4 separate regions of the Mus musculus genome follow, and regions 2, 3 and 4 are each linked to region 1. The links are chromatin contacts, called in public HiChIP or PLAC-seq and promoter capture Hi-C maps. All regions are on one chromosome and are shown on one strand. Each heading gives the region's core, a stretch centred on a gene start, on an enhancer-like site or on the middle of the called end of the contact. The rest is flanking DNA. Distances are from core to core; before and after follow the strand shown.

The links. Promoter capture Hi-C pulls out the DNA fragments that hold promoters and counts their contacts. HiChIP or PLAC-seq counts read pairs in DNA pulled down with a chosen protein or histone mark.
Region 2: a contact with region 1 is called in an H3K27ac HiChIP or PLAC-seq map of embryonic stem cells, with 6 times the contacts expected there. The contact joins the enhancer-like site here to the promoter of Cox7a2 in region 1. A contact is called at or near these places in 3 of 39 promoter capture datasets (the 3T3-L1 cell line, cranial neural crest and pre-B cells), 1 of 484 Hi-C or Micro-C datasets (CD8 T cells) and 7 of 115 datasets of contacts at active chromatin or transcription factors (astrocytes, cardiomyocytes, embryonic stem cells and 3 more).
Region 3: a contact with region 1 is called in an H3K27ac HiChIP or PLAC-seq map of embryonic stem cells, with 15 times the contacts expected there. The contact joins the enhancer-like site here to the promoter of Cox7a2 in region 1. A contact is called at or near these places in 12 of 39 promoter capture datasets (the 3T3-L1 cell line, 3T3-L1-derived adipocytes, cranial neural crest and 7 more), 2 of 484 Hi-C or Micro-C datasets (bone marrow-derived macrophages and nephron progenitors), 13 of 115 datasets of contacts at active chromatin or transcription factors (bone marrow-derived macrophages, embryonic fibroblasts, embryonic forebrain and 6 more) and 1 of 9 other capture datasets (macrophages).
Region 4: a promoter capture Hi-C map of embryonic stem cells shows a contact between it and region 1, with 5 times the contacts expected there. The contact joins the promoter of Cd109 here to the promoter of Cox7a2 in region 1. A contact is called at or near these places in 18 of 39 promoter capture datasets (the 3T3-L1 cell line, 3T3-L1-derived adipocytes, cranial neural crest and 10 more), 2 of 484 Hi-C or Micro-C datasets (bone marrow-derived macrophages and embryonic stem cells), 13 of 115 datasets of contacts at active chromatin or transcription factors (acute myeloid leukemia, bone marrow-derived macrophages, cardiomyocytes and 5 more) and 2 of 9 other capture datasets (macrophages and pancreatic islet).

The regions. Positions count from the first base shown.
Region 1 is chr9:79,755,427-79,762,544 of GRCm38.p6, reverse strand. Cox7a2 (cytochrome c oxidase subunit 7A2) reads left to right here and starts at 2,692. Exons shown (of 4, transcript NM_009945.3): 1 at 2,692-2,905; 2 at 3,966-4,055; 3 at 6,184-6,268; 4 at 6,940-7,118. The coding sequence starts at 2,888. The coding sequence ends at 6,998. It also overlaps the pseudogene Gm51685.
Region 2 is chr9:78,523,690-78,530,959 of GRCm38.p6, reverse strand. No RefSeq gene overlaps it. Among named protein-coding and RNA genes, the nearest start is that of Eef1a1, 46 kb to the right of the region's middle. Within about 2 kb of position 2,914, at least 400 of the 459 cell types and tissues checked have an H3K27ac peak or open chromatin away from gene starts, as enhancers often do. A contact at or near this core is called in CD8 T cells, astrocytes, cardiomyocytes and 4 more, where this site is marked.
Region 3 is chr9:78,634,200-78,641,341 of GRCm38.p6, reverse strand. Cd109 (CD109 antigen) reads right to left here. Exons shown (of 33, transcript NM_153098.3): 3 at 6,667-6,695; 4 at 4,663-4,893. Among named protein-coding and RNA genes, the nearest start is that of Cd109, 22 kb to the right of the region's middle. Within about 2 kb of position 3,256, at least 6 of the 459 cell types and tissues checked have an H3K27ac peak or open chromatin away from gene starts, as enhancers often do.
Region 4 is chr9:78,612,003-78,619,249 of GRCm38.p6, reverse strand. Cd109 (CD109 antigen) reads right to left here and starts at 3,704. Exons shown (of 33, transcript NM_153098.3): 1 at 3,298-3,704; 2 at 2,201-2,373. The coding sequence starts at 3,368.

The sequences.
Region 1 (7,118 bases), core at 1,443-3,942:
CATCTGTGATACGCAATAAAGGGAAATAATAATCTGGAAGTGAGGCCACTAGACATTCTAGTTTTCAGACACATTCCTTCATTAAACTTGGACTTATAAAATGAATAAGCCTAGCAACTTCAACTTTTAAAATTTGGAGTTAAATCTCATGTCAGCAGTTCTTCCAAAGAACTATTTTGTAATAAAGAACAAGAACAACAACAACAACCAAAAACAAAGCAAACAACCCCAAACTGATGTTTTGGAAAGGAGCCCATTTTGAAAGTTAGTTTATGTCATTGGATAAATTCGGAGACCTGGTAGTAAATTTCTAGTGAATTTAGGATTAATCAATAAAGTCTGATCGATTGAGGCAAATTTAAGCCAAATTTTTCTGTCCAAGTAATGGCAGTTAAGAATGCAGAAACAAGTTAGTGAAGAGCCCTGGGACGGACAGAGTTGTGGAATGAAGCCAACACATTAGATGATTTGTTCTTGTTCATTTGCTTTTATGTTCAATGGATTTTTATGTGTGTAGACAGAGTCCTTTTTTTTTCTAACAAGCATTTTTTTTTAAAATCTGGATGATGGGAAACAACAGTGACAGAAGATGAAGATCGAAACAAATTAAGACTTTTGCAGAAATAAAATCACAAGATGTTGCTGGCTTGGCCTGCAGTGGTGATGTTACAGATCATAAATGGTCAGATAAGATTCTGAAGTTGTACAGATAGAATTTGATTGTAGGGTTTGGTAGAAAAATGTTAATGTTTGGGGGAAATTGCAGAGACTTTAAGAGATTAAAAAATGAAAGTATAAATAGTTTAGTATGAATTAGGGAAAGGTATGTTGAAATTTTGGTGTTGGTAGGATGAGGAGTCAAGCAGAAACTAAGGATCAACGTGCAAGAGGACTCTTAGGAGAGTGGTGTGTGGAAACCTCCTTAAAAGGCTCGCATTCCACACTCATGTTGCTCCCTTTGCCTTGATAGTTTATTTCCAAATTAAAATGTACTCTGGGGGAATGAGCACCTGTGATATCCGTGGCTGATAATGCAGAAGCTTGCCTAAGAAGTGATTTTGGAAAAGACTAACACAAAAGGAGGGGCACACAAGTTGCAGAAGTCTGCTTTTATTCTGGAGAGAATGGGATAGAAACACTGTTTTGTTTCATATGTGTCCTTTCCTTTTTAAAATGGAATGTGTCTGTAGATGGAGTGGTCCAGTAAAGAGAAAATTGTACTGCCCTAAGTGACAACGCTGTTATAGGTAGTTTTAATGTAAACTCTTGGTTCTTCTTGGACAGTCACTATTCCTAGGAATGTCAAACAGTATGCACTTAGTGTTGGTTAGTAGGCCTATTTTTTTCTAAGATTTACTTATTATTATATGTAAGTAGCTGACTTCAGACACACCAGAAGAGGTAATCAGATCTCATTATGGGTGGTTGTGAGCCACCATGTGGTTGCTGGGATTTGAACTTAGGACCTTCAGAAGAGCAGTCAGCGCTCTTACCCGTTGAGCCATCTCACCAGCCCCCCTAGTAGGCCCATTTTTATTAGTGTTAGGGGAATGGTAAGTATACAGTCGGTTCTGGGAAAACTTATATCCTGTGGTGAAACAGCGACAGCAGCACAAACTTTAACGAATTCCAATTACAGACAATAAATGTAAAAAACAAAACAAAAAAAAAAAAAAAACAAAACTCCCCATCCCCAGCTGTTGGTAATTATGCTCGATGGTACATTGAATAATTAAGAGGTGGTAGAAAAAAAGTCAGTTATAATGGGTGTTTATAAACTTGGTAAGGAAGAAAATTTAGACTGTGTTGGGGGTACAGTAGGTTATGAAGAAAAAAGTACCCCAAGATTTGAAGGAATTAAGCATTACCAGTTTTTATTCACGCAACACTGTGGAACCCGTTTATCATTAGCTTTTACCTGAAATGGCAATGAAGTCGTTTCTGAGTTTGCAAAAGGGTGGAAAGACATTTGTATTGTTGAGTAGATTATTTTTACTTGTACATTAGTGTGCAGAAGAATAAAGGCAGTTGTAAGGAGGAATAGTTATGCAAGACTGATGCAAAATGCTAACAGCCTATCTGTAAAATACGCGCACTTCTGACAGCTCCATCCAGGAGTGAAATGTGCTGCGGATCTGAGAAAGCACGACACAGTCGATATTTGTGTTGAACGTGGATTTAAAAATGTATTCCCCTCTTTTCAGCGTTTTCCCAGACTCAATAACGAAGTCAGCCAGTTCCAGTCTGGGGACACAGGAAGAGCTTCCAGCACAAGGAGTTTAGCAGAAGATCCACAGGTTGGCATACCTGTGGATGCCAACATCGGTCGTTCCTATATGATCTCAGCACAAAGACTAACGCCTCCCACTTTCATCTGTGGAAGACAAACCCTAAAACTGGACTCTATCCGTATTAAGAGGAGCTTTTGAATATTTAAGCTTGTACGACGTAGCTTTGACATCCATTGTTCCTTCAGACTGTAAACAATGGCTCAAAGCCTTCTCACAAGACAAGCTACTTTCCGGGTAGTCTGGTTGTCCACTGACTTCACCAGAGCGTATGAAGAGGGCTGCAAGACTTCACGCCTCTCCATTGCGGGTGGCGTTTGCTTTCCATTGTGATTCTGGGTCCGGCGGCAGGCGCGGCAGGGCGGAGCCAAGTGGTAAGGATAGCTTCGGAGGTCCGGAGGCTAGACGGGCCGCTGCGAGAAGTCGCTCTGGCTCGCCTTCCGCTCTCTATGGTCGGGAGCGCGAGCCCCTCCTCTTCCCGGAACGAGCCCTCTTGCTCGACGCGCGCGCAGCGCTAGGAGGGAGTTCCGTTTCCGGTCTGGTGGCTTTCGATTTTTGGCGTTCAGTAGTCGCGGTTGGTGGGTAACAACCGAGCCAAGATGTTGCGGAATCTGCTGGTAGGTAGCTTTGGGGGTTTGGCTGGTACTGGAGTGTCGGGGCGGAGGGTCAGGCATCCTGACAGAAAGGCGTGCTGGAAATGTGGCAGAAGACAGCAGCCGGAGTCACCTTGGCCGCGCGTCCTTTTCCCTGACCTTCCGTCCACTCGCCCCTGGCTGTTTCTGGGTAGTCGTAGAGGGAAGAGCAGGATCGCATTTGGTTCTTGGTCACTACAGCTTACCGTTGCTTATGGCTATGACTGTAGCTCTGACGTAGGCTCCAGTGGGGGGATCTTGGACACCTGGAAAACCTAGGTGGAAGGTGGCTTTTTGTTGTCATTTTGTTTTGTATCATAGTGAAAAGATAAAATTTTACCTGATTCAAAGAAGTAAGCCAAAGAACTAAATTGTACAGTTTTAGTTGGGATTTAATGGGTTTCATGATTGAAGTGTAATGACGATTCAGAATTACCTTTAACACTTGGTGAATATTTCTCCAAAATTTAAAAAGGTGTGTTTTGATTTTATTTTGTAATCGTTTAACACAATTAAGACTTAACACCAATTACATTTTTCTTAGATGTCCAGGAGTGTTCTAGCATGTGCCCTCCACTGCAAAGTAATTTTTCAGTGCCTTGGCTATCCTGGAACTAAATCTGTAGACTAGCATGGCCTCTGCCTCCCTAGTGCTGCGATTAAAGTCTTGAGCCTCCACTACCCTGCCAGGAATAGATTTTTGACATAGGCAAATATTAAATGAAAATGTTAGAACTTATAAGATGTCTATATCATTTATTTTTCTGTATATCAGCATGTTTTGTTCTATAAAATACTACTGATTAATTTCAGGCACAGGTTATATATAGGTCATGGTTTCTGAAGACTATGATATGTAACATGAAGCACAGAGCAGAGAATAGACAACATGTAGAAAATCTGGATGCTAGTCTTGGATAGTACTGACAAGTTCGATAATGCTTTAAATCTCAGCTTCCTTTCAGTGTGAAGGGTTGGAAGTTGCCTTTACAGGTTTCTTTGGACTCTTAGGTCTTGTTCGATGCATGTGAATTTTCTGTTTCAGGCCCTTCGTCAGATTGCCCAGAGGACCATCAGCACCACTTCACGAAGGCATTTTGAAAACAAGGTTCCAGAGAAACAAAAGCTGTTTCAGGTACTGAAGTGTTCTATGTGATTGTTAATTGTAACAGAGCTGGCACGGTAGAGTAAGTCCAGAGGATCTGCTTCTTAGAGGCTCTCAAGGTTTTTTTTTTTTTTTTTTTTTTTTTTTTATCGTAAGGAGGATTATTTGCTGTGTCTAAGAGGTGCTCAGGGAGGTGGGAAAAATGCAGAAGCCAGTGAATTGTGTGTGTGATTTGATGAATTGGTAATCTTTGGGGGAATAATTGCATAAACCATAAAAAAGAGTCCAGAAACAAAAAATAAGCAGGAATTGTTACAGGGTGTAGCATACCTGCAGGGAAGAGTACAGTAAATAATTTTAAGTGGGGAAGGCTTCTAAGGAAACATCAAAAGACACCCCCCCCCCCCAGGAGAACAACCAAGATCTAAAAATACACGCTTTATTGCTGAAGGAGAAGAAACAGATGTGCAGCTTAGGTATGGTTGTGTCACTGGTACTCAAAGAATTGCAGATTTGTAAGAAATGTATGATCTCACTATAGCTGTCAGGGCGCGAGATGAAGATTTCTGTGGAATGTGGCAGGCATTGCAGTTCTGACTGACACTTAGTTAGCCTTGTATTCTGCTCCTGCCCTAACTCCTGCATCCTAGCTAGTGGATTGGAAGCTGCAGAGGTTTGGAGAATGCCATTTCATGGGGACAGAATATGATTTCTCTGGCTATCGAGATGGAGGACCACTGCTGGCCCCATGCACTGGTGGAACAGAAGTTCTGCCATGTGCTCTTGCCTTCAAAGCTATGAAGCCCCTTTCTGGACACAAATTTTTTATATACCAGCTTGACCGTGTCAGTGTCACCAAGAGATGGTTGTGACCCTGTCATTATCTTTTCGGTTTTGTAGATTTAAGGCTATTCTGCCCTGACTTTAAATGTTCTTAGAATCAAAAAAACAAACAAACAAAAAAACCAAAACTGTAGCTTCTCTGGCAGTTATTGGAGCAGTCTTTTCAGAGCAAACAGAAATGAGTGGTAACCTCACTCCTTGCCATATAAGTAGAAATATTTAAAATAGAATGTTTGCCAGGTATGGGAGAAAGATAGCATCAGTCACAGGCTTTTTACAAGCTGAGCAGTGTATGCATTAGAGACAGAAGTTTAGCTGGTACTGGAAATACTGTAAACAAGTCTATTAGTTAAGAAGCCTTCTCTCAGATACTTGTGTAGACTCTGTGCATGAGCATAAGGAACTTGAAAAAGGATTTTAACCCAACCTATAAATTATTGGAGGGTTGAGTAATGTAGTTCAGACATTCTTTTTTTCCCGATAGAATATTATGTACTCATTGAAGAGAGAATTAAAACAGAGTATAAATGTCTAACATCATTACATAGCACAGTGCCGTTTTGTATATTAGTACATATAAGGTAAAAGAATTGGTAAATAATAAGCATTAACAGTAGAGATGTATGCCATAACTGTTTTGGGTGGTATGTCTTGAAGAGAGGCCCTGCAGATTGGAACAGTTTTATTGTGCTGTATAATTTTTCCCTATGCAAAATTTCAAGTAGTAAAGTATTATATATGCTACATAAAAACAAGATTCTTAAGTGGATATAAGATGATAGACTAGTAGCCTGGCGTGGTGGCTCACACCTTTAATTCTAGTACTCAGGAGGCAGAAGCAGGCGAATTTCTGAGTTTGAGGCCAGCCTGGTCTACAAAGTGAGTTCCAGGACAGCCAGGGCTACGCAGAGAAACCCTGTCTCGAAAAACAAAACAAACAAAAAAGATGATAGACTAGTGTTATAAGTCAGAGCCCCCGGCCCCATTTGGTAAGGGGAAAAAAATCTTCCTGGAGATTGACTGGCCAGTATCTTATATTTACATTGTTGAATTCAAGGAATATATTTTATTGCTCTGGTTTGTCCTCAAAAACACCTCATTAGGTCTCAAATTAGCTTGAAAACGATGCTGTCTTTTACAAGTTTGTAAATTTAAAGTAGTGGTAGAGAAAGGATAAAAGTTGTAAGCCTTTTAAATTCTGTGAGTATCTGTAGCTGTTGGCTTTATATGAATAATTAATATCCTGACTTTTAACTGGAAGCAGGTGATACATGTATCAATGTCTGGTTTTTGTTTTTTGTTTTTTTTTAACCAGGAGGATAATGGGATGCCAGTTCATCTGAAAGGCGGGGCATCTGATGCCCTCCTCTACAGAGCCACAATGGCTCTGACGCTTGGTGGTAAGACATCTTTTGAGGGTTTACAAGTCAAGAGTAGCTGTGACAGTTTTCTTGCTTTTGATGTGGTGTGTTTATTGCAGTCTGTCTGCACACCATCTCTATGTAGCTCAGATGAGCAGTCAGGAGGGCAGCTAAAACACACTGCTTGACCTTCAAGTAGGTCTGGCAAGGCAGGTTTGTGGTTAACAGAGCTAGTTTTCTATATGTCACTAGTGCTTCTCAACACCCTTCCACACACATACCCCAAATATTCACACTCTAATAGGGGGTTAAAAAAGATTGTACTCTTTATTATATTGAGGGCTTTGTTGTTATCCTTATATTGAAGGATATCTACACTTTTAAAATAGAAATGATGAAAGTAGACTAATTTAAATATTTTTTAGCATTTATCAAGACACTTTTATGTTTGATCACCGATGTGTATGTGTGCTCCCACTAGAAATCAAACCCACGAACTGAACTTAGGCATTAGATGCAAACAGACTACCATTGCCATATTCCCAGAACTTAGGCATTAGATGCAAACACTCTACCTTTGCGGGATTCCCAGCCATTGAGCTTCACAGCAGTTTTGCCTTTCACATTTGAGCTAGGCTTTAATTGAAATAAATAAGTGTATGTTCTGAAACCAGAAATCTTAGTAAGCCTTTTCTTGGTGTGTTTCTCAGGCACAGCCTATGCCATCTATCTGTTAGCTATGGCTGCATTTCCCAAGAAGCAGAACTAATGTCGTCATCCCAGTCTTCACGTGGTTCAGTTTCATCAACGCTCGATGGACCAGGAATCTGATGAGTAACTGAGCTCTTCTTTGGGGATCAATATTTATTGATGTGTATTAACTGCTGCC
Region 2 (7,270 bases), core at 1,665-4,164, 1.2 Mb after region 1:
CTTTATGTTGTCTTTTGGGTTTTGGTTTGTTTTATTTTGTTTTGTTCTTGAGACAGGGTCTTCTGTAGCCCAGGTTTGCCTCCAACTCACTATGTAACAGAGGCTGACTATGAGCTCCTGAGCCTCCTACCCACCTCAATCACAGGTACAGGACCACAGGTACAGGTACGTACAAATCTCCCTGAGTATTTCTAAAGCTGTACAAATGTGACAACTTGAATTGGATCTCTGAGTTCAAGGCCAAGTCTGGTCTACTGAGTGAGTTCCAGGACAGCCAGGGCTACAGAGAAACCCTGTCTCAAAAAACAAAAACAAAAAAAAATTAATAATTATAAAAAAGCAAGCTAATGGAACATCATTGGTTGCTTGGGAATGCAAATCAAGAGCACAGTTGGGGTGGGGGTTGGCAGTGGTGGGCACTCTGTAAACACCAGTGCTTGGGAGGCAGAGCAGGCAGTTCTCCTGAGTATGGGCTACAGGTACAGATCCAGTCTCAAACAAATGAAACGTGGGTGGTTCGGGCTGAGGAGATGGCATGAAGGGTAAGCGCTTGTGACAGCACACAGGTCTGTGCTTAATACCTGGAACCCATGCAAGGTTGCCAGAGGCAGCCCCGGCCCATAATCCCCCCCCCCAAAAAAAAGTGACAACTTTCCAAGGGCACTCACACAAGTGAGAGTAAGTCATAAACACTTTATTTAGAGGGGCAGAAGGGGAGTGAGATGAAGGAGGAGGGGACTGAAATAAAAAGACTGGGGCTGGGGAGATGGCTCGGTGGTTAAGAGCATGGACTGCTCTTCCGAAAGTCCTGAGTTCAAATCCCAGCAACCACATGGTGGCTCACAGCCATCTGTAATGAGATGACACCCTCTGTAGGGGTGTCTGAAGACAGCTACAGTGTACTTATGTATAATAACAAATAAATCTTCGAGCGGAGAGAGAGGGGCCGAAGAGAGAAGAAAACGTGTCTTAAGACAGCTACAGTGTACTTAAATAAATCTTTTTAAAAAGGAAAAGGAAATAAAAAGGCTGAGGGTGCAGTGGTGAGAGCAGTGGAGGAGGGGACAGATGAGGGAGGCCTTTAATCCCAGCACTGCAGGAGACCCACTCAGGAAGGAACAGGAAAGAAGATTGCTATAACTTTCAAGTCAGCCTGGTTCACATAGCAAGATTCCAGGCTAGCCAGGGATACCCTGATGAGACCCTACATCAGAAGAAAAAAATAAAAAATAATGAGACTGGGATGTAAGTGGTTGTGCTCTGTGGTGGTTTCAGTGGGAATGGTCCCCATAGGCCCCTGTATCGGAACCTTTGGTTCTCAGTAGACTGTTTAGGAAAGAGTAGGAGGTGTGTCACCGGATTGTCAGTGTATTAAAGCTGGGCAGGGAGAAAAGCTTTCTGATTTTATTCCCTCTGAGTTCATATTTTACAAGGCATATGAATTATTTTGGTAATTAAAAAAAAAATGTGCCGGGCAGTGGTGGCACACGCCTTTAATCCCAGCACTCGGGAGGCAGAGGCAGGCGGATTTCTGAGTTTGAGGCCAGCCTGGTCTACAAAGTGAGTTCCAGGACAGCCAGGGCTATACAGAGAAACCCTGTCTCGAAAAACCAAAAAAGAAAAAGTCTCAAAAAACAAAATTAATGTTATTAGTGTTATTTTTTATAATGACTACTGAGATTTAACTCACATCCCACCCAACTCACCTTTTGAAAGTGTATAGCTAAAATCGGGGTTGTGGCTCAGGGCAGAATGTTTATCAGGCACGTGGAAGGCACTGTCTGGCGGCACGAGCCCAGCACCGCACACAGTGCAGAATTCAGTGGCTTTTCTTACCCTGTCCTGCCATTTTGCTTTATCCACTTATCCCTGGGGGGACTTAGGGTTCTCTAGTTCGAGGACGTTGTTAATAAAGCTGGTGTGAGTTGCTAAGAGACAATTCAGTAGATAAAGATGCTTGCTGAAGCCGGGCGTGGTGGTGCACGCCTTTAATCCCAGCACTCGGGACGCAGAGGCAGGCGGATTTCTGAGTTCGAGGACAGCCTGGTCTACAAAGTGAGTTCCAGGGACAGCCAGGGCTACACAGAAAAAACCTGTCTCGAAAAACAAAAAAAAAAAAAAAAAAAGATGCTTGCTGAAAAGCCTGAGTTCCATCCCAGGCACCACGAGAGGAGGGACTCTCATCACACACACACACTACGTAATTTAGAAATGATTTTTTTTAATAATGCTGATAAGTACACTCATGTGTAGACATTCTGTATTCCCAAAACAAAAACTATTAAGACAGACCAAACAAAACGTTAAAAGCATTTGTGAATAGTGAAGGAGGGATTAGGTTTTCTCTTCTAAATTTTCATTTTATCTTGTTGAGACTGGGTCTCCTACATCCAAGGCTGCCCTTCAGTCCCTGACCTTGCTGCTTCCACCTCACAAAAGCCAAGACCTCAGGCCTGTGCCACCAGAACTCCTTTATTTAACTAGAATGTTTGGAAATTAAAAAGAAAAATCAATCATGGGGGGGGGGGGCGGGGGGAGGACCGTCAGGGTCAATCTGGAACTGACTAAAGGCTAAGAAAGCCAAAGCAGGCCTCTCTGGCGCTGGGCTTTAAGTGCCTGCACCCTCGGGCATCGCCGGTTTGGCTAGGCTGTAAAGTGGCACTGTGGGACAAAGTGGCACTTGTTGATATTCACGGCAGCCACGGGCCTTGCCAAATGGCTGATTTACTTTGCCTGGAGTTTGTCCCTCAGCTCTGCCTCTTCCTACACTCTCTTACCCCAGTATAAAGCCCTTCTTTTTTAATGTTTTTTTTTTTCTAATAACCACATTTTTCTATTTTGAAACAGTTTCAGGAAATCCAAACTGGCCTCAAACTGACTCTGTAATGAGGGCTGGCCTGGATCCCCCTGCCTCCACCTGGCGGCAAGTGCTGGGATTGCAAGCATGCCACACCACGCCCAGACAGTCATTCATTCACGCATTCGTTATTTATTTACTTATTTTAATAATTTAAGTCCGTGTGTGAAGGTCAGAAGACAGCTTATTGAAACCGGTTTTCGGTTTCCGCCTTCCCAAGGGACTGAACCCAGGTCTTCAGGCTTGATAGAAGCTCCTTTACCCTTGGAGCCACCGAGCCTGTCCAAAGATTTTTAAGAGAACTATTTTTAAAACACACAAACGCTCTTCTCTTCTGACGCTTGGGACTTACGACAGGTTCCATGCCGCACTCACCTTCCGCGTGAATTTTTTGACACCCCCCCCCCGGCCCCCCAGAAACTCGGATTTGCCCCACGGCAGCGGGCGTTTCCCCTGGGGGAGGAGCAAGAAGAGCTTACAGCACTCGGGAAGCACGAGTTTGACTCATGCCTTAGCGGACTCAGGAAACCCGATTAGCAAAACCTAGATTTCTTTGTCTGGAGAAAGGAGATGACTCACAGAAACCACGTGCAAAAGAAAGGCATTTAAAAGGGCTCGATGGAAAGTCACTGCGGGCTGGGGAGCCCCTGGCGTCACCCGCCCGCGCTCCCGCCTCTGGCCGCTGGAGGCAGCAGGGTCACGAGGCAAAAAGACTTTCCTGACCCTTGCTTCTCAGTTTTTGTTCTAAAAGGCAATGTTAGCTCCTAACCGCAATTCTGGCCAAGTGTGGTGACTTTGAAACCAAACCTGGAGCCACAATGTTGTTAAAGAGCCACGTTGTTATTAAGTCTCCATACCTTACAAGAATAAATTTGTTTCCTAAGCCTAATAATGTATTCTACAAACCATGTTTTTCAACCTGTGCTTAACTTGTAACCCCATGATGTATATACCCTTTGTAAATCCCTTTGCCTTGCTAAACCCCTGAATCTGTAAGCTATGATTGCCCTTTTGCCTTACGGAAATGTTTTTCCAGATACCTTGATGAGTGCCCTTCCACACCCCACAGACTGCCTTAGGTCCTGAGTAGCCCCTCTCCTCCACCACCATGTCCCCACCCCAACTTCTATGTCCAGGGGCTAACAGCCAATTATCTCAACAGCTCTTCTCTATCAACCCTAACCCTTCCACATATAAGAGACCTCAAAAGCCAGTGAGGGGATGTTCTGAGACCCGAACTTAGGGAAAGTGCACAGTCTAAACACAGCTTGCTTTAATCAGACAGTCGTCGAAATAGTTTTTTTCTCCGGTCTAAGGTTGACCCACATTTTAAACCCCAACACTAGGAAGGCACAAAGGGCCATTTCTGTGGATTCCAGGCCAGCCTTGTGTACATAGCAAATTACAGCCCAGGCTACATAGACCCTGTCTCGAAACAATATTGCCTTTAATCCCAACTCTAAGATCAGGTGTTGAAAGTCATCCTCAACTACATAGTGAGTTTGAGACCAAAACTGCAGGGCCCCATACACAGAATAGGAGCCTGGCATGGTTACATATGTCTACAATACCCAAGTGTAAACAGGTGAAGTTAGAAGACTGCAAATTTGTGGCTAGCCTGGACTACAAATAGAAACCACGTCTCAAAATGGAACAAAATCAAGAACTCCACCTCTGAAACCTTTGGCCCCATTCCCACTATAGCTGAAGGCCAGCATGGATCTCAGTACAGAACTGGCTTTTCTGCCAAGAACAGGGACTTCAGAAAGAAGTTGGCTGAGGCCTGGAAGTTAGAAGGTGGTTCCTTAAAAATGCAGTCAGTTGTTTAATAGAGAATTTGCTGTCTTTGGGATTTCTCCTGCAGAACTTTCGAGGAGTAGAGAAGCTTCAGCCAATATTGAGAAAGCCAATAGAAGTCAGACATGGTGGATGGACCATTCCTGCAATCCTAGCACTTGGGGTGTAGAGAAAGGTGTGCTAGCTCAGAATCAGCTAGGACTACAGTCTTAGGCCAGCCTTGGTAGATAGCAAGACCCAGGCTCAAAAAGAACTAATTTAGCTCACGGCTTTAATTGCAGCCCCTGGAGGCAGAGGTAGGCAGATCTCCTTGAGTTCAAGGCCAGTCTGGTCTACAGCTGGAGCTCCGGGACAGCCAATGACGTGTTAGAATGGCGGGTAGCCGCTCAACAGCACACTAGGCCAAAGCAGTTCAGCGTGGAAAAGGTTCTATTGGAAGGGAGAGACAAAGTAGTGGCAGAGAGAGAAGAAGAGGGGGAGAAAGAAAAGAGGGGGAAGAAAGAGCGAGGAAGGGATGTTCTCCTTATTTATATGGAAAATGACATAACAAGTAAGGGTGGGAGGTGAGCCAAGTGAATGCTGGGAAGATGGTGCCCGTTGTCTTGGCAACCGGTCTGGAGGTTGCAGGTCGCGCTGTGGCCTATGTGATATCATAGGTTTGGAATGTCCTGATGCCAACATACCTCCCTTCTTGTTATTATAAAGAGAAGGGAAGAAAAAGGGTGTGGGAGCAGGGCGTGGTGGCGCACGCCTTTGATCCCAGCACTCGGCAGGCGGATTTCTGAGTTTGAGGCCAGCCTGGTCTACAAAGAGAGTTCCAGGACATACGGAGAAACCCTGTCTCAAAAGAAAAAAAGAAAAGAAAAAGAAAAAGGGCGGGGGGAGCCGATGGTGAAAAGGGAACGAGGGTGTCGTGTCTCTTAAGCTGCTTCCTGCTGTCTAGGGGTGTCGTCAATTTTGGGGTGTAGTCAATTTTGGGGTGTAGCTGGCTCTCACCATCGGGATCCACTAGACAAACATTCACATCGGGTTCCTCTGTGGACAGCAGCTCTTCTGTGGGCAGTGGCTGGTAATCCTGTAATAGCTGATTAATAGTTTGGTTAGAAGTGTTTTGTATTTGTCGTTGAAGAAACGTAGAAACAAGATTAATGAAGCAAGGAGCAAATGATACCGCCTGGAAGATGACTAGGAAAGGTGTTACGAAAGAGTATCCACTTCCATATAGGATTTTCAAAAATCCCAAAACTGGAGGTCTCACGGTCTCTGAAGTTCTTGATGTCTGACTGTAGCTCCTGGCTTTTATTTCTCACTATCCTGGATTGGTTGGCGTAGAAACAGCATTCTTGGAGGAACAAGCAAAACCACCTTCTTTAACTGTCAGGACAGCTAGCCTCTGTCAGGTCAGGGAGATGTAAGGCTGCGTGCGGCCTTAAGGAGAGTCTGTTGGAGCCTCCGAAAGGGCTTGGTAACAGGTTTGAGAAGTGGTTCGTGGGTGGGGGCCTAACACTGCTTTCATATAAGGGGAGAAAAAGAAGGGAAAAGGAAGGAACCCAGGAACATAAGAAGTTAGCCATTCCTAGGAATGATAAAATCTCTTCCTCTGTAGAAGGAACAGTCTGAGACTGAATCAGACTTTTTCTTGTGGATTGGGGAATTGTTAGTCCCAAATAAGTGACCTGAGGAGTAGACAGCTGGACTTTTAGGTCAGACCCTGTAGCCTCGACTGGAAAGGAAATTTAGAAGAACAGAGATGTCAGCTTGGCTAATCTCTAGAGCGGGGCTACAGAGGACATCATCTACATAAAGTACAATCTTAGCTTTAGGGAGAGATAAAGAGAATAAGTCAGAAGCCAGGGCCTGGCCAAATAGGTGTGGGCTGTCTCGGAATCCCCGAGGCAGAACAGTCCAGGTAAGCTGAGTAGAAAAGTGGGTGTCAGGATCTGTCCAGGTAAAGGCAAATATGATCTGTGACTGGGCGTCAGGAGGGATAGACAAAAATGCATCCTTGAGATCTAAGACTGAGAAATGAGAGGTCCCCGAGGGGATAGTGGAAAGAAGTGTGTAAGGATTAGCTACAATAGGATGGAGAGGAACCACTGCAGAAGTAATGCACCTGAGGTCTTGAACCAGGCTTCTCTGTGTAGCCCTGGCTGTCCTGGAACTCACTCTGTAGACCAGGCTGGCCTCTAACTCAGAAATCTGCCTGCCTCTGCCTCCCAAGTGCTGGGATTAAAGGTGTGCAACACCACACCCTAGAATAGGGGTGTTAAAGGGGGAAGAGGTGGGGTGAAGGAGTTTTTTCCTTAAGAAGTCAGAAATGATGGGCTTAAGTCCCCTGAGGCTCTGGAGAGAGAGAGGGCATTGAGCTTGGGTGATGTACCTGGTAGAGTCCAGGAACTGGATGACAACAGGAGAATGGTGTTTAGCAACAGAGGGTTCTGGACGTCCCAGACTTGGGGGTCCACCTGAGAAGCTGGTAAAGGAAACTACATGTTAGTGTTAGTAGGCTGACTGGCTAGGAGGAGCAGAGGAACTGCTGATGAGCTTGGGTTTAGGCGAATGTGAGGAGCAAAGGAAACAGAGACTCCCCACTCAGCTAAAAGATCCCTTCCCAAT
Region 3 (7,142 bases), core at 2,007-4,506, 1.1 Mb after region 1:
AGGACATACAGCATGCACGCCAGCAAATTCGCATGAGTGGCTTAAAGAAACCGCCACTAAAATACAAAGTAGTGCACACACATGAAAATCAAAATACAGGGGCCTCAAGAAACTAAGCTAGGGTCACCACCTGATCTGACCCTGACACTCAACATACATTTGAAAGGACCTAAGTCAACATACATGCACATCCATGTTTATTCAGAATTAGTCACACTAGCCAAGATGCCAAGCCAGCCTAAAATGGCCACCAACAGAGAATTGGATAAATAAAGAATGGTATATCTGCACAATAAAGAATGAAGGTCTGCAACAGCTGCTGGGTGGAGCCTCTCAGAGGAGGACTGTGGGAGGAGAGGACTGGAAGGGGGAAGTGAGAGGAATGTAAAGTGAATAAATAAAAAAGATTAATTTAATTTTTTAGAAAAAGAATGAAGTTCTGCCATTTGCAGGAAAAGTGGATACAACTGAAGACAGTGTGTTAAGTGAAATAAGCCAGACTCACAAAGGCAAATACCTCATTCATAAATGGAACCTATATTTCAATAGAGGAAGTATCTGTGTGTGTGTGTGTGTGTGTGTGTGTGTGTGTGTGTGTGAGAGAGAGAGAGAGAGAGAGAGAGAGAGAGAGACAGAGAGAGAGAGAGAGAGAAAGAGAGAGAGAGAGAGGAGAGGGGCAGACAGAGACAGAAGACAGAGAGACAGAGAGAGATGAAAGTAGAAATGGACTATGCAAAAGGAGAAAGAACACATAGAAATGAGAGGAAAAGAATGAGCACCACTTGGCCATCATTATATGCAAATATATATTCATGTCGCTTACATATAACATGAAAGCCTCTATTGGAAAGAAAACCAGGTGATAGAGGGTGACTATTAATAAAATACAGTGATGTACATGTATGAAAATCATAAAAGCACAACTTTGTGTGTATTAAAAAGGAGGAAGGAAGGAAGGAAGGAAGGAAGGAAGGAAGGAAGGAAGGAAGGAAGGAAGGAAAGGAGGAAGAGAGAGAGAGAGAAATGAATTCTCACTGTTGAGATAAAATCCTCATTCATTAAAGGCCCACTGGGCTAGGTACTCCAGCTTACCTCTAAACATTATAATTCTCCTTCAGTAAATAAGTCAGACTCAGAAAGACAAATGCTATATTTTCTCTCATATATGGAATCTACATTTTAATATAAAGGGAGTGTGTGTGTGTATGTGTATGTGTGTGTGCATGTGTGTGTATGTGTGTACATGTGTGTGCATATGTGCACATGTATGTATGTGTGCATGTGTGTATGTGTATGTGTACATGTGTGTGCATGTGTATATGTGTGCATGTGTATGTGTGTATGTGTGCATGTGTATATGTGTGCATGTGTATGTGTGTATGTGTGCATGTGTATATGTGTGCATGTGTATGTGTGTATGTGTGCATGTGTATATGTGTGCATGTGTATGTGTGTATGTGTGCATGTGTATGTGTGCATGTGTATGTGTGTATGTGTGCATGTGTGTATGTGTGCATGTGGATGTGTGCGTGCATGTGTGTATGTGTGCATGTGTATGTGTGCATGTGTATATGTGTGCATGTGTGTATGTGTATATGTGTGTATGTGTGTGTATGTGCATGTGTGATATGAAAACAGAAATGGTACTATGCAGGGACAGAAAGAAGAGGTAGAATTGTCCTTTCCCTACTGTTGAGAAAGCTGCCTGTTGGAGGCGTTAGTAAACACTCAGCTGTCATTGACTGGCGTGGCTCCCTATTATAGCAACAACACATGATGGGACTCAAACTTCAAACTCATGTCAACTCTCTGCTCAGCCAAAGTATATCAGAGAACTATTTAGTTAGGGGTCCATGAGGAATGTTCTCATCTCCCCACAACCTCACAGACAAAGTGGCTTCCTACAGTATCCATGCAAAGTATTCATTTCTCACTGTCCCATTCCTGGCAATGCTGTCCAGCCCTTTGTCTACTTTGCCTCCTCTCCAACCTCACAAATCCACCAGACCTGACTCTAACGATGACACTGGTCCCTCCCCCCTCACAAATCCACCAGACCTGACTCTAACGATGACACTGGTCCCTCCCCCCTCACAAATCCACCAGACCCGACTCTAACAAAGCCACTGATCCCTCCTTCCACTCTTGCTTGATGCTCACCCTGTCATCCCGAACAGTTGATCTGAGAACGCACATGGGGTTGAAAAGCTTGACCCAGGCTAACAGTAAAGAGAGTCAGTTATAATCACAGCAGGCCCCTAGGTGACAATGGCTTCCTGGTATCCACAGACTGAGGGCCACACACTTGCAGGATCTCTACTTCTAGGTTCTTCTTCCCAGCATAAACATTCTTTGCAGTTCACCACAGAACTCTACACCGCTGGGCCTCTGCTACAGGGACTGTCCCTCCCTCTCTCATCCACTAGTAAAATAAGCTCAGCTCCCTGCTGCACAGGGAGCTCTTTGTGAATGGCCTCTGGCATGTCTGGGGTTTACTCTTCTTGAGTACGATTCACTGTAAAATGCAGTGAAAATCTTTCTTTACACATTTTATTTTACAAAAATCTGTTTCCAGCTACACTATGAACTCTTGAGACCAAGGATCACACACTTTCTCTTATTCTCTACCCTTTGACTAAACATACTGAGCCCACCCAGTTATTAGAGGCCAGAAAAAAAAAATTATCCTGGAGAAGGAGTATTAGAAAAGGAGACAGCTGTAGGTAAATATGGTTCTGAGAACTGAGTAGTGGCAGCCAGAGACTTCAAATCAGTGATGTAAGGCAGGTCAAGAGTAAGCAGATGAGTGTCTCCTGGGCAAATTCCTGGTTTGTGCACTGTGACCAGCAGTTGGCTCTGTTGTACCTGCCACAGTGTGATGCAAGGGAGAGTTGTGCAGCGAAAGGGCTCAGGAAGAAATACAAATAGCTATAAACACATGCTGTCTTGTGGCTAAGGAAGTAAAATCAATTAAAGGCTGGGGTTCTTCTGTCCAGTAAGCAAAGCTTTAAGAAACACTAATACAGTAATTCTAGGTGTTGCCTACGAGAGAAGGAACACAAAAATGCTGCTGATATGTTATGGTGCTGAGTTTTCTCCTAGATGGTGTCATGGCCCTTTAAGCAAAAGAAGGATAAACTGACACTTCCACATTACAACGTTGTTCTTGGAGCTAGAGGGCCAGAGCACCAGTGTGCAGTCACAGGGCATACCCTGTAAGCCATAAATAGCTGTATCCACACACAGTCACCTGTACTCAAACAGAATATACCCTCCAAGTCAGAAATAGCCATATCCACACAAGGTTATTTGCCTGTAACCAGAGCAAATTTTTGAAGCAGAAGCCAGCTGTGGCAGCTGCCACCGCAATGTCAAAGCCACTTACTTCTACACTGTAATGCTAAACTGGCTATAGGAGAGAATGCAGGGCAAGATAGGGCTTGCTTTCTCCACTGCTGGAAGACCTCTAAAGTCACTGTCCTTCCTGAGGTGAGTTACTAAGACAGAAGAAAAGATGGGCATATAATAGACAATGCTCCTCACAGACACACAGAACACCCCTCAATAATGCCGCCATGATAAATATCTGACCCTAAGGATGATATCTTCGAGTATCGGCATCTCAGCCATTATCGGCAAGTCGGCATGCAGGCTAAATTAGATGTCCTGTCCCAAATCACTATTTTCGGCTGGAGAACAACAAAGCAGACATCCACAGCCTCCTACCTGGCCTCTGCGGTAAGGAGTGTGGCTAGATGTGAGTGCATGTCCTGACCTTACAGCTCAGCATCAAGGGGGATTTATGACCACCCCTGCTCGCTGTTCCTAAGCATTGAACTTCAGTGTGAACAACCTTCCCCAGGCAGGAGCACTACACGTTGGCCAGGCCAGATGGACCCCTTTATATCAGACCTAACAGAGGAAGGTCTCTCTGCATCCTTCCCAGAAGTCAAATGTGGCAAGTATACATTCTCATATATAGTCATATATACTTTGTAAAGTCCAGGCCATCTAACATCCCTAATCCCTAACAAGATCTAATATGAGCTCAATGCTTCAACCCAGCAGCTGTATCTAACATCACCTCTTAACAAGTATCTCTTCACTCCCTATGCTCAGTGCCCTTCGGGCACTCATATGTAGTGACCTCTCTGTTCTTATCTGTCCACCCTTGTATTTCATTCAGGTCTCTGCTCACACCGCTCTTCTCTGGCAACTCTCTGGAAAGTGCTAACCATAAACTCATGCTCTCTGTCCCATCTCTGGTTCTCTGGTTCTCCTGATCACACATTATCACGCACGTGCAATATCTACCCCCTCACGTGTATGTCTGTCTGTCTGTACATTAATCATCTGTCTTTTTGCCACCCATTGAAAACTAAATTCAACATGAACAGGGACTTAATCTGTTCTCAGTGTCTGGATAACAAAAGTCCAGTAAGCAAACTCGTGAGTGGATAGGTCATAGTGATGCAGCCAGGATTAGACATGAACTGGCAGACTCCATTGCCTGAACTCTGAGGTTCCATCACCTCCCTCCAAAGGATCGCCGTGTTGAGAGGTGAAACTCTGTGTCACTGTGTCACGACTATGAGCAGAACCCTCAAGGCAGCCTTAGAGGGATGGCTTGAAGTCCCCCCTTCACGTCAGCCTGCCACTCACCTTAATGAAAATGTCCACGGATGTCCTATAAGGCTTGAGATCTGAGCAGAGTGTGAGCACCCGAAACTTCACTTCCTGCTTCGGCTTGTAGAATGCCTTGTCTGTCTGAATGAGGACAGATATACTCTTGCTCTCAAATGTTAAACGTGTCCTGTTGGAGAATACGATCTCATTCTCTGATTGTCCGTTTATGTGTAGCTCATAAATCTTATCTGCACTGCTCAGAGGTAGCTGGATGGGGAAAGATCAGACATATCAAAGTCTCACCATTTCACCTTTTAAAAAAAAAGTTTCAATTACAAGTTAGAATAAAACAATTAAACCCATAGTATTATCAAAAAGAACTGTAGTGTTGGGAAAAACGTATCCTTTGTAGGTATCAAAGCTGAATACTTTGCTTTATTGCCTTTAAAATCCTGTACTCTGCTCTTCAATTAGATCAGAGAGATTCTGGAATGAGGGACGCTCGCTCCATACCTGTCTCTCTCAGCAGGAGTTACGTCACTTTTTTTTTTAATTTTTCCTTTTCTTTTTTTAATTATTTCATTTATTTACATTTCAAATGTTGCACCACCACCACCACCATTTCCTTTTCTACTGCAGGTTTGTTCTCACAGCTGTTAAGCTTGGAAATCTCATCCCACCCCCTCCCCCACCCCGCCCCCAACCCTTATCCCGTGAGCTTTCCCACGCTTTCACTGTTTGAGGCAATCAGCCTGTGAAACACCAGTGTTTGTTTCCTTGCTATATTCTCTCAAACACTCATCTGTGATGCTTTCTTTTCCTATACCCTGTTCAGCATGCGATTGGTGGCCATGCCGCCATTTTTAATACTATTAATAACAACAGAATACGACCATGTGGTACGAACAGACCACAAACCACATTGAGCAGTTCACATGTTCTCTGTCATTTGACCTCAAGATAATCCCTCAGCCCAATTCCACACCCACCCTTGACTGGATTCTTCTGCTAAAACCATTTCACAAAGAAACTAGGTTTAGAGAGTTAGGGACAGCACTCCAGGCTGCCAGCCCAGGTCTAAACCTAGCACGTGCTATATCACTCTAGAAGAAACATGATGTGGTGATTTTAAATATGTCCAGAAAGTCTCTGATCTATCTCGCTTCAAAAACTAGAGTCTGCACTGGGATACCAAAATAAGGCCTGGAAATAAAGGGAAAACGAGTTGAGAACAGGAAAGGGGTCAGCAGGGATAGGAGGGGACAAGAGAGGGTAATGAAAGGCTAACGATCAAAATAGAGTACATGCAGGTATGAAAAAAAACATGAAATACATTTAAAACAAAAAAAATGAAACACATGTTAACGTTTAACGTGAAAACTAGTATGTGTCGTTTTAAAACGTTAATTTAAAAGTCACCGGGTGTGGTTGGCAGTGCATGGCTTTAATCCAGCACTAAAGAGACAGAAGCGGGGAAATCTCTATACATTCATGGCCAGCCGGAGATACTTGGCTACATAGTGAGACCTCGTCTTTAAAAAGAAACAAAGAAAAGAAAGAAAAGTATTAATGCAGGAATAGGGCCAAACACAATAAAGTGATCTAATGGTCCAGTTAATTGAAGAAAACTCCCTGCAAGGAGTTTCAAGAACATAATAGCCAATCTCTCTAAAGTTAAGGTTGCTCTTAAAAAGTACAGTAAACTCAAGTAAAACTTACAAGTGATGTAATTAAGAGCCAGTAAAAAGGTATGTCATCGTTATAATATATTTCTTTCGTTGTTGTTGTTTTGAGATTTTCGGGGGGCGGGGAGAGTTGGTTTGGTTTTTTGGTTAGTTTTTTTGGTTTTTGGAAACAGGGTTTCTCTATGTAGCCCTGGCTGGCTTGGAACTCAGAGATCTGTCTTCCTCTGCCCTCCCTTCACCCCAAGTGTTAAGATTAAAGATGTACAGCACTACACCCAGCTTGCAATGTATTTCTGAAGCCAATTTTTGGCATTTATTTCTTTATTGAAGCCAAATAATTTAAATGAATACTTACTGCCGGAAGAACGAGAGTCTTGAAATGGCCTAAAAGGACAACAAGAAAGGAAAGGTATTTGTCAAGATTTAACAAGAATTTCTTTCGCTATGGATAGAACCATCAACTTCCTTGGCCAAACCAAAATAGCTTTATTCATTCCCCCAAATAACCAAGAACTTGTAGACCATCCTTATGGAGAAGCTCAAAATTGAAAGGTGATCAACCAGGGATGAAATTCCAGCAAGTTCTACCGGTCCCCAGTTCTATTCTCACCAGAGCTGCTCTTGCCGCTGTTAAGGTTCCAGGGTTTGAGGGAGGCTTCAAAGAGGACCAGAGAATCTGGGGATTGGAGCTCAGGGAGGGGATGTTGTTATTGTTCCATTTCTCTTGGGGGTTGTAGTACAGGAGATTGCACCCAGGGCTACATGGTATCTGGCTTGTGCTCTGCCCTGAGATCTGTCCCCCATGTGGTTCACTCTTCATGCTCTCAGACA
Region 4 (7,247 bases), core at 2,455-4,954, 1.1 Mb after region 1:
CCATAACAATATGCATCCCTAAGGTAGTTGCTATCTGTTATAGAGGAGAGTGGCAACGAAATGTGTGGGAAAGAGCAGAATTCTAAAATAAGAGCGTAGGCTTAGAGAGGTGGCTCAGCAGTTAAGAGAACTAGCTTCCAGAGGACCTTGGTTCAATTCCCAGCAACCGCGGCATGGTTCACAACAGTCTTCAACACCAGTTCTAAGGGATCTGATGCCCTCCCTGTCCCCCTCAGGCATTGCATATAGATAGCATACATACAAACATGCGGACAAATATTCATGTCCATAAAATAAATAAAATAAAATAAAATACAAGTAAATGTCCACGCAAAGCCCAACTATTTGTCAAGATCATTCACAGCCTTCTGGACCTGTACACTCCAGGAAAACTGCCATCAAAGTCATAAACTCTGGTTGAATAAAGAACGAAGGTAAAATTGTTTATGTATTGTTGCCTTTGAATTGACTCACTCCAGTGTTTGTTTAGCTACTCCCATAAACAAGGGCTTGCTCGTTTTCAGAAATGATAAGTCCAATAATTCAAGGTAAGGCCTGTCTCCGTGTGTGAAAGGATATGCCTTCTATATCTGCTTCTTTAGGGCTAGCACTACTGTCAGCAGCTATTGCGTAATGAATGCCTAGGAGGACTACATCCTAGAAGATTTTAAATGGATAACTGCACAAGATGGACAGTTGCATCACCTCCATTGTGCTGATGAGGAATCTGATGCTCAGAACAGTTAGGGGACCTCCTTAGAATCAAAGTAGTTCTAAAAGCCAAAGTCATCAGCAAGTGCCAGGTCTATGAGAGATCCTGTCTCAAAAATAAGGTGGATAGCTGCCAAGCAAATGACTCGAGGACAAGCCATGAGTCCTCTTGCCTGCATACATTCATGCACACACATGCATGCACAAGCAGGACACACACACAAAACAGCCCAGGCATTAAGAACCAGTCTACATTTCCTCCCCCAAGGAAATAACTCCTCTCCCTGACTTTGCTCCCGTAGTGGAAAACAGCCAGCCAGAGCACATAGAACGCTTTTTCAGATTCCCAGCTTAAATTTCCCTACCCAGCCAGTCAACTTCCTGTAGAGAAAGAGTCACAGAGATGCATAAACTTCTATCTCACTTGATGATATCTTTCTTTTTTTTTTCCTATGCTGATAAAGGGCAAATTATTACATGAGGTATTATTGTGAAATCCTGCATGCATTGTATGCTCTTAAATGACTTAAAAATAAATAAGTAAATAAACAAATAACTCGAGTAGAGGAATTTACACCTCAGTTTCTGGTATAAACACACATTTAGATAAACACACATTTAGTTATATTTGACTTTTTTTTTTTTTTGCTTTTATTGACAATGCTTAACAAGTTGCACTCACTGGATATGTAAGTGCTCTTGTAATCAGGAAAAATGGAGAATATATATCCATTTTAATGGGAAAAAAGATGTTTTGTGTATTAATAGTCCCTAGGTTTAATTTTCCCTTAATAGTAGAAAGAAAAAAAAAGATACTCCTGACCATAATTAGAACTCAAGCTTGAAACAAAAGATGTTGGTTCTCTATAATTGGCCAACACTTTTCACAAGGCTCTCTTCCCCCTCCCACACTCACATCACCTCTAAGCTACTGGAGTTTGTTTTTCTTTGTTCGTTTGTTTGTTTATTTAGGTTTTGTTGCTGCTGCTGCTGTTCTATAAAACTGAATTATGTCGCTCTTCTTTCCTTCCCACTGGCTTACTTAATAAAATCCACTGCACCCAATAACCATGGTGTTCTGTGAGACAGGCATCTATCTCTGCCCATTCTCTGGGTAGACACTGGCCTGCATTTCCCACCCTCCTGGCCATCTGTATATGAGCAATGGTGGCAAGCAGAGTTTCCAGGCCAGGCCCACAAACACCTCCCACGTAGGAAACTCCGGATGTTCTTCCCCTGCAGTCTGATTCGATGCAGCCACACACGGAAGGAATCTGGCTCTTTGTCCACTTGTTGGAACACTCGGGGACAATTTCAGACTTCACAGGTGTTAGAATCAAACAGGCACCTGTGGAAGTCACGGCTAATTTGCAAAGGGGCACTGTGGAAATCACTGCAAACTTGTTTGTGCTCCTCTGTTGTGTTGCCTAGCCCAGGGCTCTATTACCATATTCCAAGTGTGACTGTTAGACAGTGCAGTTTCTCTTACCTCTGTGAAAGACTCCTTCTGCTTCCAGGATGGATCTCGATTTGTTGGAAGCTATCTTGAACACCTGAGCCTTTACAAGGACCTGTGGGGGGCTATTTTCCAGGAGATCCACCCCAATAGTCACATTTGCTCCGGGTCTGATGATCCCTGGGGCTGTCACCAGAAAGCGGGACCTAAAGAGTTGCCAACAAAAGAAAAGCAAAGTATCTTATTTACACACACCCCACTTCGATTTCTGAAAGGGGGTGGGGGATCTCTGCACTGCTCCACTACACTATTTACAGTGAACGTGGTGCCTCTGCTGTTTCGTAAGGCCATGAAATGCTACGGAAACCATAATTCCTCAAACAGTTCAAAGGCACAGGAGCCAGAAGGGAAAAATAAGCCACTGCAAAATGCAAGTCTCCAAGCCTCGTTAAGGTGACTTCATCTCCACATTATTTTCTTAGGAAGCACGCGCACGAGCGCATGTGTGCACACACACACCCCTAGATTTATGATTCAGCCTGCTCAAATCTATATAACGGGGGGGGGGGTCATCTAACTAGTCCCATTAATTGAAATCACCACCTGACCACCTGAAAATAAATACCCAGCAATGAAATCTCCGAGTTAGGAAACATGAAAGTCCCCCAAGGAGGCCGGGTGTGGTAATTGCACGCCTAGACTCCTGCCACTCAAAACTGAAGACTGCCCAGCCTGAGCTACAAATGAACACACACACGTAAAAATAACGATTTCTTTGCTGGGGGAAAAAAAAAACCACTTAAGAAATGGAGCAATTTATACAGTCTAATTTTTGTTAATCTTCCTACAGTCTTTGATATAGCATTCTCATCCTACTCCGGTCACCTCAGTCACACTGACAGTGTCACGGTAGAAACATCCAGTTTAGAAAAAAAAAAGTCTCTGAAAAAGAGGTACATTATTGAGGAGCAACAAGTTGCGAGGCAAAAGGCAGAGCAGCGTGAACTACAGCTAGAACGACGTTCTTTGACAAGTTGTCGCAGCACAAGGACCCTAAAGAAAGCCCCCCTGGCGGGTCCCACATGCCGCGCGCATCCCCTGCGCGGGCGCCCTCCAGCCCGCGCTCCTACCCTGGGGCGGCCAGCGCGACCGCGCACAAGCAGAGAAGGTGGGCCGCGCTCAGGAGCCTCCGACTGCGCATCTCGGCGTCTGCCCGTGGGGTCTGCAGCCCGCCAAGTGCGCGCCCTGCGGGGTGTGGTTGGCCACCTCCTGCCCTGGCCTGTCCCGCTTCACACCAGGGTTTAGCAATCTGAAATGGGCGCGCCTAAAAGCAGAGGGATCTAAATTGAGACTTGATGGCTCCACCCATCCCGCTGCATCACAATGGCGCTTCTGGCTTCTCCCAGGCTAACGTCGCGCTGTCCCGTTGCTGAGAAAAGCGGTCTCTGCACGCGGTGGCCACAACCTGGCCCCAACTTTCCTGCTCCCCAGGGAGAACATAGGGAGCCCATTTCCCCCGCCACCGGGAACCTGGGGTTTGTTTACTCTAGCGCTCTACCAGGGATGCCCGGAGTGAATAAGCAGGCCCATCCTTGTGAGCGGCATCCAGGGCAGCTATGTGAACTGAGGAAAAGTCAATCATTGTCCTCCAGACGATGAGTCAGAAGTTTAGGAAAATGGCAAGCGTTCGCGTGCCTACACACACACACACACACACACACACACATGCACATTCACACATCGGTAGGTATATATTGGTAGTTTCTGTATATGTATGAAAAAGCGGGGGGGGGGACTTTTTTTTTTAAGATAAAAGTTGATGTTTACTTAACTCCCTAAGAAAATGTTACGGTTTCTCTAATTTAAAAAAGGGTGCCTACCCCTGAATGTGACCCCAGCACCTAGTTTTTATTTAAAGAAAGGCGGGAGAGGAAGAGGAGGGAGAGAAGGAAAGGGGAACATGGGGGGGGGGGGGGTCTGGCACAAGTAAAAAGTTACGTGATGCCACTTGGAACTCAGAAGCAACTGCTTGGGAAAATGGTTGGGTCCTTGTAATCATCGCTAAGCACATTTTTCTGCCGAAAGTACTCATTAGAATCCTGAGTTTGTAACAATTTGTCAGAACATAGGGTCCCGAGAGAAGTGTGGCGCTGGGAATGAAGGTGACCAGCGTTCGTTGGTGCCCAGCAATTACTGATCACTGCTTTTCTGAACCCAGGTTTTCTGAAGCTGCCTCCCCCACACCCTACTTGGCACCACCCCTGTCTTCAGATGACTCGGTTTCACCATGACTACCCCATAAAAGCCGGGAACTGCCAAAGACTTGGAAAATAGGCACATTCAGTCCCTGAGGACTTAAACTTTCTCATTTCCAAAAGGTATTTTAGATAATGACGGTCTGGTTTGGAACGAAACGCAACTAGAGAAACGTTGAATGTTTTAACTGTCTGCTAAATGGAGGGAGGTGGCACCTGGACCAAGTGTGGGTTTGGGAGCACAGAAATTGCTTTCCTCCCTTCCTGTCCCGGCCTTGGTCACCCTGCTGAACGTCTGAAGATATCCCTTGTGTCCTGTTCTAAGGGCAGCCTATTGTTAGTGGTCATCATCCTGTGCAAGTGGGACTAGGGTATGGTGAGAAGTGTCTGAATGTGCCACGGGGTGCAGCTGGCTCTTGGCACAGCTGCTAGACTGATCTCCTCAGCTCCCTGATACAGGGAGGAGGAGCAGGTTCGAGTGTGGGCAATGAGCCAAGTTCTAAATCTGTGTTTGTCACACTCTACTGTGTGTGAGAGTCACATCAAGATGTGGATGTTGATTCAGCCGGTCCCGGGTGGAAACTGCAACTCTTCTTTCCATCCATGGACAGCAAGTAGTCCATAGAGTCTCCAGGTAGGGGCAATTAGGGACACTGATGAGAAAAACAAAAAAACAAAAACAAAAAGTTGGAGTAACTGGGTTACTTCCCAAGACAGGATTTCATAGTAAAGGACAAGAAATGCAGTCGGGGATAAATATGATATGATAACAAAATATGATAGCATTGTGTTCCAAGATTAATAGAGAAGATTAGAACCAATAGGATCATTTCAACCGTGCAGTCTTTAGGTTGCTATAACCTCCAGGTTTATGTCTTCCTCATCACGATACACTTTTGGTAACAGACTCAGCCTCACAGGATGTCCCTATTACAAGGACGAATAGACTCAGAAAAAAAAAAAAAAAAAAAAAAGAAACCCTGTCTCAAAAAAAAAAAAAAAAAATCCCTCTCACTTCTATTTTTTTTTTAATTTCCCTTATATTTATTCAGCTCTTCTTCCAAACTCCTGGGAAACTGTTTTTCTTTTTCTTTTCTTTGTTCTTTTCTCTCCCCTATCATAATCTTCTTCTACATCCCTCCTTTTCTCTTGCCTCTCCTCTATTTATTTTTCCCCTTTCCCTGCATCCTTCCTATATGTCATTCATTAACAATTTCCTCAATTTCCCTAAAGAGCTTTCAACTTTGTGGCAAATTCTGTGCTAATTTTGCAATGTTTTATTTCATAAGCATGGGTGATATATTTGGTTTTTAATCAATGTAGTGGTTTGAATGTGCTTGGCCCAGGGAGTGGCACTATTTGGAGGTGTGGTCTTGTTGGTAGAAGTGTGTCACTATGGGTGTGGGCTTTAAGACCCTCATTCTAGCTGCCTGGGAGCCAGTCTTCCACTGGCAGCCTTCAGATGAAGATATGGAACTCTCAGCTCCTTCTGTACCATTCTTGTCTGGATGCTGCCATGCTCCCACCTTGATGATAATGTACTGGACCTCTGAACTGGTAAGCCAGCCCCAATTAAATGTTGTCCTTATAAGAGTTGCTTTGGTCGTGGTGTCTGTTCACAGCAATGAAACCCTAACAAAGACAACCAATTTTGAGTATAGTCCTGTATGTTTATATGTTAAACAGTTTGATTTGTTTTCTCCTTTCTGAGTTATACTGGAGATGGAGCTGTCAAAAATATGCTGTTCAATCAGAATATAGTTATAAATCCAGAATAGAGCTCCAAACCAACAGATGCTCAAATTGTAGTGCAGAAATGCAAGGAACATAAAAGAACACAGCAGCATGACTCCCCCAACTGGCCTCAGTGATACTAAATAAGATAACTGAAGATTTCCAAAGTTGACTAGTATAAAAATAGATTGGGGTGTAATGGTTTGAATGAAGAATGCCCCCCATAGTCTCAGCTCATCGGTGGTATCTGGGGAGGTGGTGCAGCCCTGCAGGAGGAAGGACACCTCTAGGGCACAGCCTCACCCCCTTCCAGTTCACCCCCTGCTTCACTTTGTGGTTGAAGCTGTGATTTCTCAGCTTCCTGCTCCTGCAACCATGCCTGTCACTAGCCACCATGCCCCCCTGCCATGGCCTCTTGTCTATCTGGAACCATAAGCCAAAATAAACTCTTTCAAAGTTGCCTTGGCTGTGGTGTTTTATCACAGCAACAGAGAAGTAATTCATTCGCGGTGGCGTGGAGGTGGTTCAGCACCTAATGGCACTCGTAGCCCACTAGCCTGAATTCAATTCACCGGACTTGGTAGAAGAAGAAAACTGACTCCCTCAAGTGACCTCTGACCTCTACACACATGCCATGAGTCGTGTGTGTGTGTGTGTGTGTGTGTGTGTGTGTGTGTGTCTGTGTGTGTGTGTGTGTCTGTGTGTCTGTGTGTGTGCAGACACCCACCATGAATAGAATTTTGTAAAACTTTTCAAAAAATGACTTCAGAGAGGATATAAGCAAGCAAGTGAATCGAGTCATGGGATAAAGTAAGCAGCAACACAGAGGAAAACGTAAAACAGGTAAGAAATTCAGCACTAGGGACAAAGTCAGCCACAGACAAGGAACACTCGGCAAGGAAAACAAGGTCACAAAAACGTAAATGTTAGAAGTGATGCACCAAATGAATCTAGTTCAGAAACTGGAAAAGCATGGCTGCTCTGGTTAACCTGCAGGACAACGTGACTGAATCTGAAGTCACCTACGAGACACACTTCTGGGCATGTCTGTGCAATGTTCTGAAGAGGTTTACCTAAAACGGGAAGACACC